2 separate regions of the Arachis hypogaea genome follow, and region 2 is linked to region 1. The links are chromatin contacts, called in public Hi-C maps. All regions are on one chromosome and are shown on one strand. Each heading gives the region's core, a stretch centred on a gene start, on an enhancer-like site or on the middle of the called end of the contact. The rest is flanking DNA. Distances are from core to core; before and after follow the strand shown.

Region 1 (4,115 bases), core at 564-3,063:
AGCTGCAGCAGCAGAAGACGTCGAAGTTGAAGATGGAGGGTTCAATTGAGAACTTTCCCTAAATCATCAAATTAATCTTCAAATACTACAGATAACGATGTTTATACTTAACAATGGACCAAAATTCGTAGCAAAGAAAACCAAAAATGTGTAAAGTAAACCTTGAAATTGAAGAAGAAGCAGCGGTGATGGTGGTGGCGGCGTTGGTGGTAGGAGGCGGAGGAGCGTAGAACTCAGAGGATTTGACGAAGGAAAAGGCTTGGGAGAATGTTTGCGAGGGAAGGAAGAGTGAAGGTGGAGTTGCTTTTTGTTGTGAGCTTTGGAGAACTTCTTCGTAGGAAGGTATCTTGATCACTACGGAGCTCTTCTTGTTCGCGCCGTCGTTGTTCTTCTTATTGTTTTGCTCTTTCAACTCATTCTCCATTTTCCACCTCCTCAGTTCACAGATTAACTAACAACAAGAAAAATTCATATTTCACAGTTCACAAAATTAGCAACAAAAAAAATTAATAGTTCACAGTTCACAAAATTAATGAAAAATTATTCAATTATAGTTACAAAAAAAAAAATTGAATACCAGGGACTGAGGGAGCGCAGAACAGGGCAGAGCTGGCGCAAGAGGGGGACAGGGAGCAGTGGAGCACGATCGAAGGCTGAAGGTGGAACAGAGTTGGCGTCGGCGGGACGACTGCGGGACGACTGCGGGACGGAGGCTTCGACGTTCCGACGGTGGTGCGCAATGGAGGGGAAGGAAGTTGCGACGGTTGGAGGGGATTAATGGTAAGGGATGTAAGGGTTACCTCTCGTCCCTTAATGTGCTACAAAACGGCGCGTCTAAGCTAAATGCAAAAAACCGGCCGGGTTACGGTTCGGTTCAGCCGACCGATTTCTAGCCGGTTTGATAGTTCAAGAACGGTTTCTGAATTTTCTAATTTTGGCATTTGATTGATTTGTTTTTTCTTTCTGTTTGTAATTCAACCGATTCGATTGGTCGGTTCGAATCGATTTTTAAAACCTTGGTTTTTCACCCAAAATAATCAACTGCAGCGAGTTTATGGGAATTTGGAAAAAAAAAATTCAAACTATTCAAACATAACAAACTTGACCTATGTGACCGGTTTGAGATAGAACGTGCATCTTAAATGCCTTTTAAAGGGTACCTATGTAGATAGCTTTGATATCTTTTTGGCTTGAAAACATGTTGATCTATTTCTTGGCCTTGGAAAATGTTTGCAAGATTCTTTAGTAATTTCTGAAAGATTCGCTTACCTTTTATTTACTTGTGACGGCTCGCGTTGGTCGTTGTGGGTCATCCATTAACCTAATACTATTAGAGTCGTCGTCTTACTTCCTTCGCCGTTCCACTTCACATAACGTTTGCTGCAAAAAGGAGGGATTCTTCAGTCAAGAAAAGCTTTCTTAGTTCACCACTTTGTCGACTCCACTCTCCTACACAACAACTTGTTCGTTGCTTTAGAAATCTACATTCAATCTTTCAAAGTAGTTTTGCTAGTATAACCTCATCCGAGTAGTCACTCTTCTCATAGTCTATGTCTAGTCTATTTTGGATAGAGCAATAAGAAAGGACCAAAATACCAAAGATTAAGGAGGACCAAATCCACAAAGGTAAACATATGCATAGTAAGGTTAGAAATCAAAATGGTTCCTAAAGAGGCATTTAAGTTGGAAGAGCGCCTAATTTACACCCTAATTTTTGTACTTAAGAATGTCCTCCCGTTGGATTCAGGGATTGGATTATTGGAATAAAATATGTGTTTGCTATCATCAGTTCAATGAAAACCAAAGGTTCTCACGATCCAGACCGGCCCAAAACTCAAACCGAGTTAAAGGCATATTCTTACTTGGTTAGGATTTTTCAAATTTATTTATTGTCATTTTTGAATTACCTAACCGGATATAACACTGTTTTCCATAATAAAAAATATACATATATTGGGTCGACCCAATTTAACCAAATTTAGGTTGTTGTCAGGTTCGTATCAGGCTAAAATACAATCGATTGCCTTTTGTAGTTTGGTTTGGGTCTAATTAAATTTGGTCTAACACATTAACACAATTATCAGGCAACATGTGATATAACTTTAGATTTAATAGAAAATGGTTGTCTTAGAAAGTGTTAATTCAAAAACGCTACATGGTCATCGTTAAAGTCATTGTTTACTTGCTAATCCATGGTAGTCATCAACTCGATCATAGTACTCTAGTCGTCCGATAATAAACTAAAACCCATACCTTTAAAAACATTCTGTTACCTCATAGCAGGAAGTAGTAATTCCTACTGACCCGCTAACATTTCTAAAAAAAAAATACTAATTGGCATAACCTACTTTTGTTGTGTGTATTAGGGGTGGCAAAACGGGTCGAATCTGTCGGGTCGATCTGCTAAACCCGCTAAAAAAGGCGGGTCGGGTTAGGATTTGGAACCCGTCAACTTTTAAAAAATTGCCAAACCCGCACCGCCAAATTGGCGGATTTTGGCAGGGCGGGGCGGGCGGGCCGGTCCGCCGGGCCGAAGATTTTATTTTTCTTTTTTTTATTAAATAAAAGAGTAATTATTATTATGAAATTAATAATTATAGAATTTTTAAACACCTTTTTTTTCATTTTTTGTTTTTATTCTTCTTTTAGTTATTAACTTTATTTATTTTATTTTACAATTTCGTATATATGCTCAAATTATGTAACTTATTTTTTAAAATAAAGATAATTCTATTGACAAATATTATTTTGAATAATTTTATTGAAGTTAAAAATTAAAAAATATATTATAATTTGACTATTTTTTGTATTTAATTTTTTAATTATTATTTTTTGGTTAATTTTAATGAATTTTATTTTTCAAAAAAAAAAAGTCGAGCGGGCTAACCCGCCGTCCTGCCAATCCGCCATAAAGTGGAGCGAGCTATCATTTTGAACCCATTTTAGTTAGCGGCGCGGGCTGATCCGCCTCGTTTATGGGGTGGGCCTGGGCGAGGCGGAACGGGTTGGAACGGACCGACCTGCTTTGCCATCCCTAGTGTGTATAATACATATAGATTAAACATAAAAGTTTATCGTCTACTTTTACCCTTTTCAAAAAGGTGTTTTCGGTTTTAAAATTTATACTATAAATGGTGGCATCTTAATTTACTTGAAATCCAAAAAAAAAAAAAACAGACCCTAACTTTCGCTTATTCTCCTTGGCACACGGTTGGATTGAGATATATTCATTGTATCAATGACAATCTCATTATTCATCATAATGTATATTAACCCCTACTATAATAATATATGCCACTTCACCCATACAATGCATTGTAAGGAAAGAATTTATCATCAAAAGTATATAAAATAATTACGAATTATAACTATTAAAAATAAAGCAGTAATTCGATCAAGTAAATGCTTCATTGAGACATCAATTTCGTACGTTAGCTAACATTAACAAATTAAAGACATGCTATAAACTTTTGCACAACTTTCCTTACATTATTTTGTTGATAGTAACTACATGAATATAAAGGAACGAGATAATTAACAAAAACACAAGTCTTTTGAAAGATATATCATGCTACATGTTCAAACTCTGGCCATCATGAGAACCATCGTTATCGAATTATCAAAAGTAGCCTAATTTTACCTTCAGGCCCAAATCTCTAAATTAAGGTAGCCCACAGAATACTTGATATACAATGATGTCATTATTTACCTACGTATGACTAGTTAAGATGGTAAAAAAAAAAAAATAGAAAATCTATTTATAAAAGTCATACAATTTTACGGATGTCTTTTTATTCACAAGTTTAATAACACGTTGTGTGGATGTAGTGTGGACAATGTAAGAACCAGAGAATGGAATCTTAAATTGTTGCAGTATAATTACGGGTTACTATTATTTGTTGTGGAGATTTGAAAACGAAACAATAACTGTTGAAGATGTCCGTGCAGGAAAAAGAAATAAAGAGATGGTGTGTCACTATATACTGGGAAGTGGATTGTCTTTTTAATGAAATAGTCAAACACATTTTACATATTTTTTTATATTTTTAATATTAAAATTATTTCTAGATTTGTATTCTTAAAAAATGAATATATATTACTAGCACATCATTTAT
Region 2 (4,115 bases), core at 915-3,414, 230 kb after region 1:
ATGTGAATACAAAAATTAATTAACAATAATTGGTCAATAAAATAGAATAAAAAATTTTAAAAAATAAAATAATATATAAATATACTATAACTAATTTATGGCGTTCACTAAAAATTCTTTACAATATTTTCTCTAGTTTCTCACAATGACTTGAATACTACTTGTTTATTTGAGTACTGTTTGAATATTTTGTTTATCTAATACCATACTCCACTTTATTGTGTTAAATTCCCTAAAATAAGAAAAATAGACCCTTGGTAAAAAGCAGAAATCAACTAAGAATAGACCCAAAATTTCAAGGAGGTTTTCACTCTTTTCAAAGTTGCACATTTGCTTATTCAAAAAGTTAGTTGCCGATAATAACAATCTGAAGTATAAAACATATTTAAAATATGTGCATATGAATGACTTTTTTATTAGTTTTTAATTTTTTATCTAGAAAAGTCATCACTAATAAAAAGATGAAGCTTTAGATGGACCCCCTCATCACAGAGTATAGCCCTCACCATAGAATATGGAAGACCCAGGTAAATTAATTACTCGAAGATCCTCAAGACCTCAACCTATCTCATTTTGCTTATAAATTCTTAACATTCTTAATTTATGATATGATTTCACTGTGTACCAATAAATGTGTTACTTATACACATCTTTACAAATTTCACATTGGAAAACCAAAATCGTGGCCAAATAATAATAAAAAAAAAACAAAAGAATAAATACAAAAGAACCATTTAAGTTGGGTTCATAGAAAGCTCAGTTAAACCGGTAAATGGTGTATTTCTGATGTTGCTGATGGGGCAGTCAGAACTGGTGGTGCAGCTGCTGGAGCAGCCGATGAACTTCCGCCGGCGGCGCTATTAGCCACCCGTGGTGACTTAATTGACGACGCCCTAACGAGAAACGGTGGCGCCATAGTGAAAATCCACCGGTCCGACTTAAAAACCCGGTCTAACCGCCTTGTAGACCGGCCCCTACTACTTCCTTCTCCGCCCCCAGTTCGGTAACCCCTCTTTGAGCTCCCTTCTCTCGGCAAAATAACCAAGCTCCTCGCTCGGTTCAACTGAGGTTCTAGAATCTTCTTCCTCACGTCCAAAGGCAATCTTAAAGTGAACCGCTCTGTGTCCTCACCTGGTTGGACCAGCGAGTGCCCGGTCGAATGTGATCTCGGAAACCTCCTCGGCCTCCCCGACCGGGAACCCCTGGTGCGGTTCAAATTCAACGCCTGGTTCATATTCAAACACAATACTTCCCGATCATCAACACTTACCCTTTCATTCTTATTATTCTCCAGATTCTCATCACTTTCTTGCTCCACAGCAACTACGACGTCGCTTTGGTTCCGCGATTCCAAATTGCGCGGCGAGGACAACTGGTCGTTTGCCAACTCTGAAATCACGACGGCGGCGGCGCCGCGTACGGAGTCTCCCGGTTGTGGGAGGAGGTCGGCTCTGCAAACTGGACACGTGGTGTGAGACTCGAGCCACTCGTCGATACACTCAGGGTGGAATACGTGGTCGCATTTGGGAATCAAACGCAGCGTTTCAGTGTCTTCAAACTCGTTGAGGCACACTGCGCATTCGAGTGCTCCCTTTCCAATCTTGTGGATTTTTACGACTGAGTATTCTAAGGTTGGGAACGAGTGGATGACGGCAGGGTCGAGACCTCGTGGACCGCGGCGGGATCTGCCGGTGGCGACAAGGTGGCGGATGCTGACGGAAGGAGAGTCGGAGCAGTGGCGGATGTAGATGGAGAAGAATCCCATGAGGAAGAGTGCGGAGACGAGGATTACAACTATTATCGCCATGGAAGGGCTGAAACGGTTGTAGTAAGAGTTGTTTTGGTTGTTGTTATCGGATTGTGCTCCGATGAAGGGAAAGAAGAGAAGGAGGTGAAAGAGAAAGGAGGAGAGAAGGATAATTCTGTCATTTGGACAGTTATGCAAAACGGAGGTCATGGTGGTGTTGTTCTTGGTCACTGAACAACGTTGCGTTGAGTTGCAGAAAATAGAAGAAAGAAAATAAGGGTGTGAAGAGTGAAGGGGATTTAGCTTATAAATGGAAAAAGTGGGAATTGCTGCCACTTGTTGAGGAACGGAAGGTAAGAATGAAGCTGAGGGTTTGTATGTTTGATTGAAATCTAATTAATTAAGTGATTTAAAGTTGTGGTCAGAGACGGTGTACTACGTGGACTAACTTAATGCCGCCGAAGCTTCCATAGAAAATTTTTGGGGGACCAACTCTATTAAGAAGGAAATTAATTAGGGAGGCAGTTAATTAATGAAAAAAAGTTCCCACTAACGAAAAAAAAAAATACCTCAACCCAAAAGTCACTCTAATTTTATTTTGGAATTATTTAAATAAAGATGTTTATTTCATCTTTTGTTAAAGATATTTTTATATTATATTTTAATTAGTTTTTATATAATTTATTTATTATTTTTCATCATATATTATTAAATTTTTTTAAAGATTTTTTTAAAAACAATAAAAAAATATTTAGATTAAACTAAAACCAAAAAATAATAAATTAATTATTATATTTTTTTAAAATTATTTATATAAAAAAATATATCACACTTATCAATTAATATATATATATATATATATATATATTAAAATAAATTTATCATATGAGTTATATCGATCACAAGCTCAAATTTCATAAAATTTTTATAAATAAAAAATAATTAATTTATATTCGTGCGATATATATACCAATTACTATATTATGATTTTATTATAGATTAAAATTAACTAATTTAAATTTATTTTTATTTTTAATATAAATATTAGAAATAAATAAAATTTTATAACTAGTGACAAAATATATATAATATTAATTAATTTTTAAAAAATTCTAGAAAAATAGTTTCTTTCTAATAAAGTGTTATTAGAAAATTAACATTATAAAAGTTAATTTCAACCAATACGATATAATAGGTTATTAAATATATTTAATACAAGATACATTGAATATAAACTTTTGTTGAGTTTAAATTTTAAATAATTTTTAAATTGAAGTTCGAATATTCTTCTTTTAAACAGTTAGAATATTTTAACATAATATTTTTTTATCTTTTTAATTGAGTCTTTGATTTTTTAAATTATAAACTTTATTTATAATTAAGGATAATATTTTAACACCATCAATTAACTACACATACAAAAATACCGAAACAATTCTATAATCATAATTATAATCTAACTTTATAAGCAATACAATAAAGTTATATCTAAGTAATATAACTAAATTTTATCTATATTTATAGTCGATCACATTTCATAAATAATATAATGAAATTATATTTATGTTTATAATTAAAATATGAATAAAAATACAAAAAAGGTTAATATTTTTTCGTTCATCATTTTTTTATTATTTTTTTGTGAAAAGTTTAATTATTTTAATAGTTAAATATTTTTTAAAAAAGATAATTGAATAACACAAAAAAAGTTTTATTAAGAGTAATTTATTTAGATGTGATTGAAAAATAATTAAATAATTATATACGGTAAAAAATTAATATTATTAAAAGATAAAATTAAAATCCATTTCAAAATTAAAAATAAAGTTTATTTAAAAATAAAATTAAAAATCATACTATTTTTCTTTTTTCTAAAATTTATCTACGAGTAATTCGATAAGTAATATTTTATGATGAATAAAAATATATATTAAACTCATACCGAAGTTTATTCTAGTAAAATTTATTTTATTCTGTTAAACTTTAAATAAACTATTAAAAGGAATTTTGTTCTCTCCATTAGAGGAAAATGATAAACTTCATACTTCCATTATATTTTGGCAATAACTTGGCCATGTTATTTTTAAAGTCATGATTGCATTTCATGAATTTTTCATTTTTATCTATGATTTTTAATGTGCAAAATAATAATAATAATAAAGAAGTATGTCACAATAAAAAATGAAGCACGTCACCAAATAATTTATCATGCGAATTATATACGAATCAAATCGATAATAGGATCAAAACAATCGATAATAGAATTAGGGATTTACAAAACCTTTCTTAGTTCAAAAAAAATATTTATATTTGTGTGACATATAAAACAATTATCATATTATTATTATATATTATTACGTTAGAGAGA

What was found. A called contact is a pair of places that touch in the nucleus more often than the background predicts.
Region 2: a Hi-C map of leaf shows a contact between it and region 1, with 4 times the contacts expected there. The contact joins the promoter of LOC112710870 here to the promoter of LOC112710868 in region 1. A contact is called at or near these places in 2 of 8 Hi-C or Micro-C datasets (both in leaf).

The regions. Positions count from the first base shown.
Region 1 is chr9:36,149,520-36,153,634 of arahy.Tifrunner.gnm2.J5K5, forward strand. LOC112710868 (DNA excision repair protein ERCC-1) reads right to left here and starts at 1,814. Exons shown (of 10, transcript XM_025763307.3): 1 at 578-1,814; 2 at 162-451; 3 at 1-58. The coding sequence starts at 424.
Region 2 is chr9:36,375,211-36,379,325 of arahy.Tifrunner.gnm2.J5K5, forward strand. It overlaps LOC112710870 (E3 ubiquitin-protein ligase ATL6), which reads right to left and starts at 2,165. Exons shown (of 1, transcript XM_025763313.3): 1 at 572-2,165. The coding sequence starts at 1,957. The coding sequence ends at 761.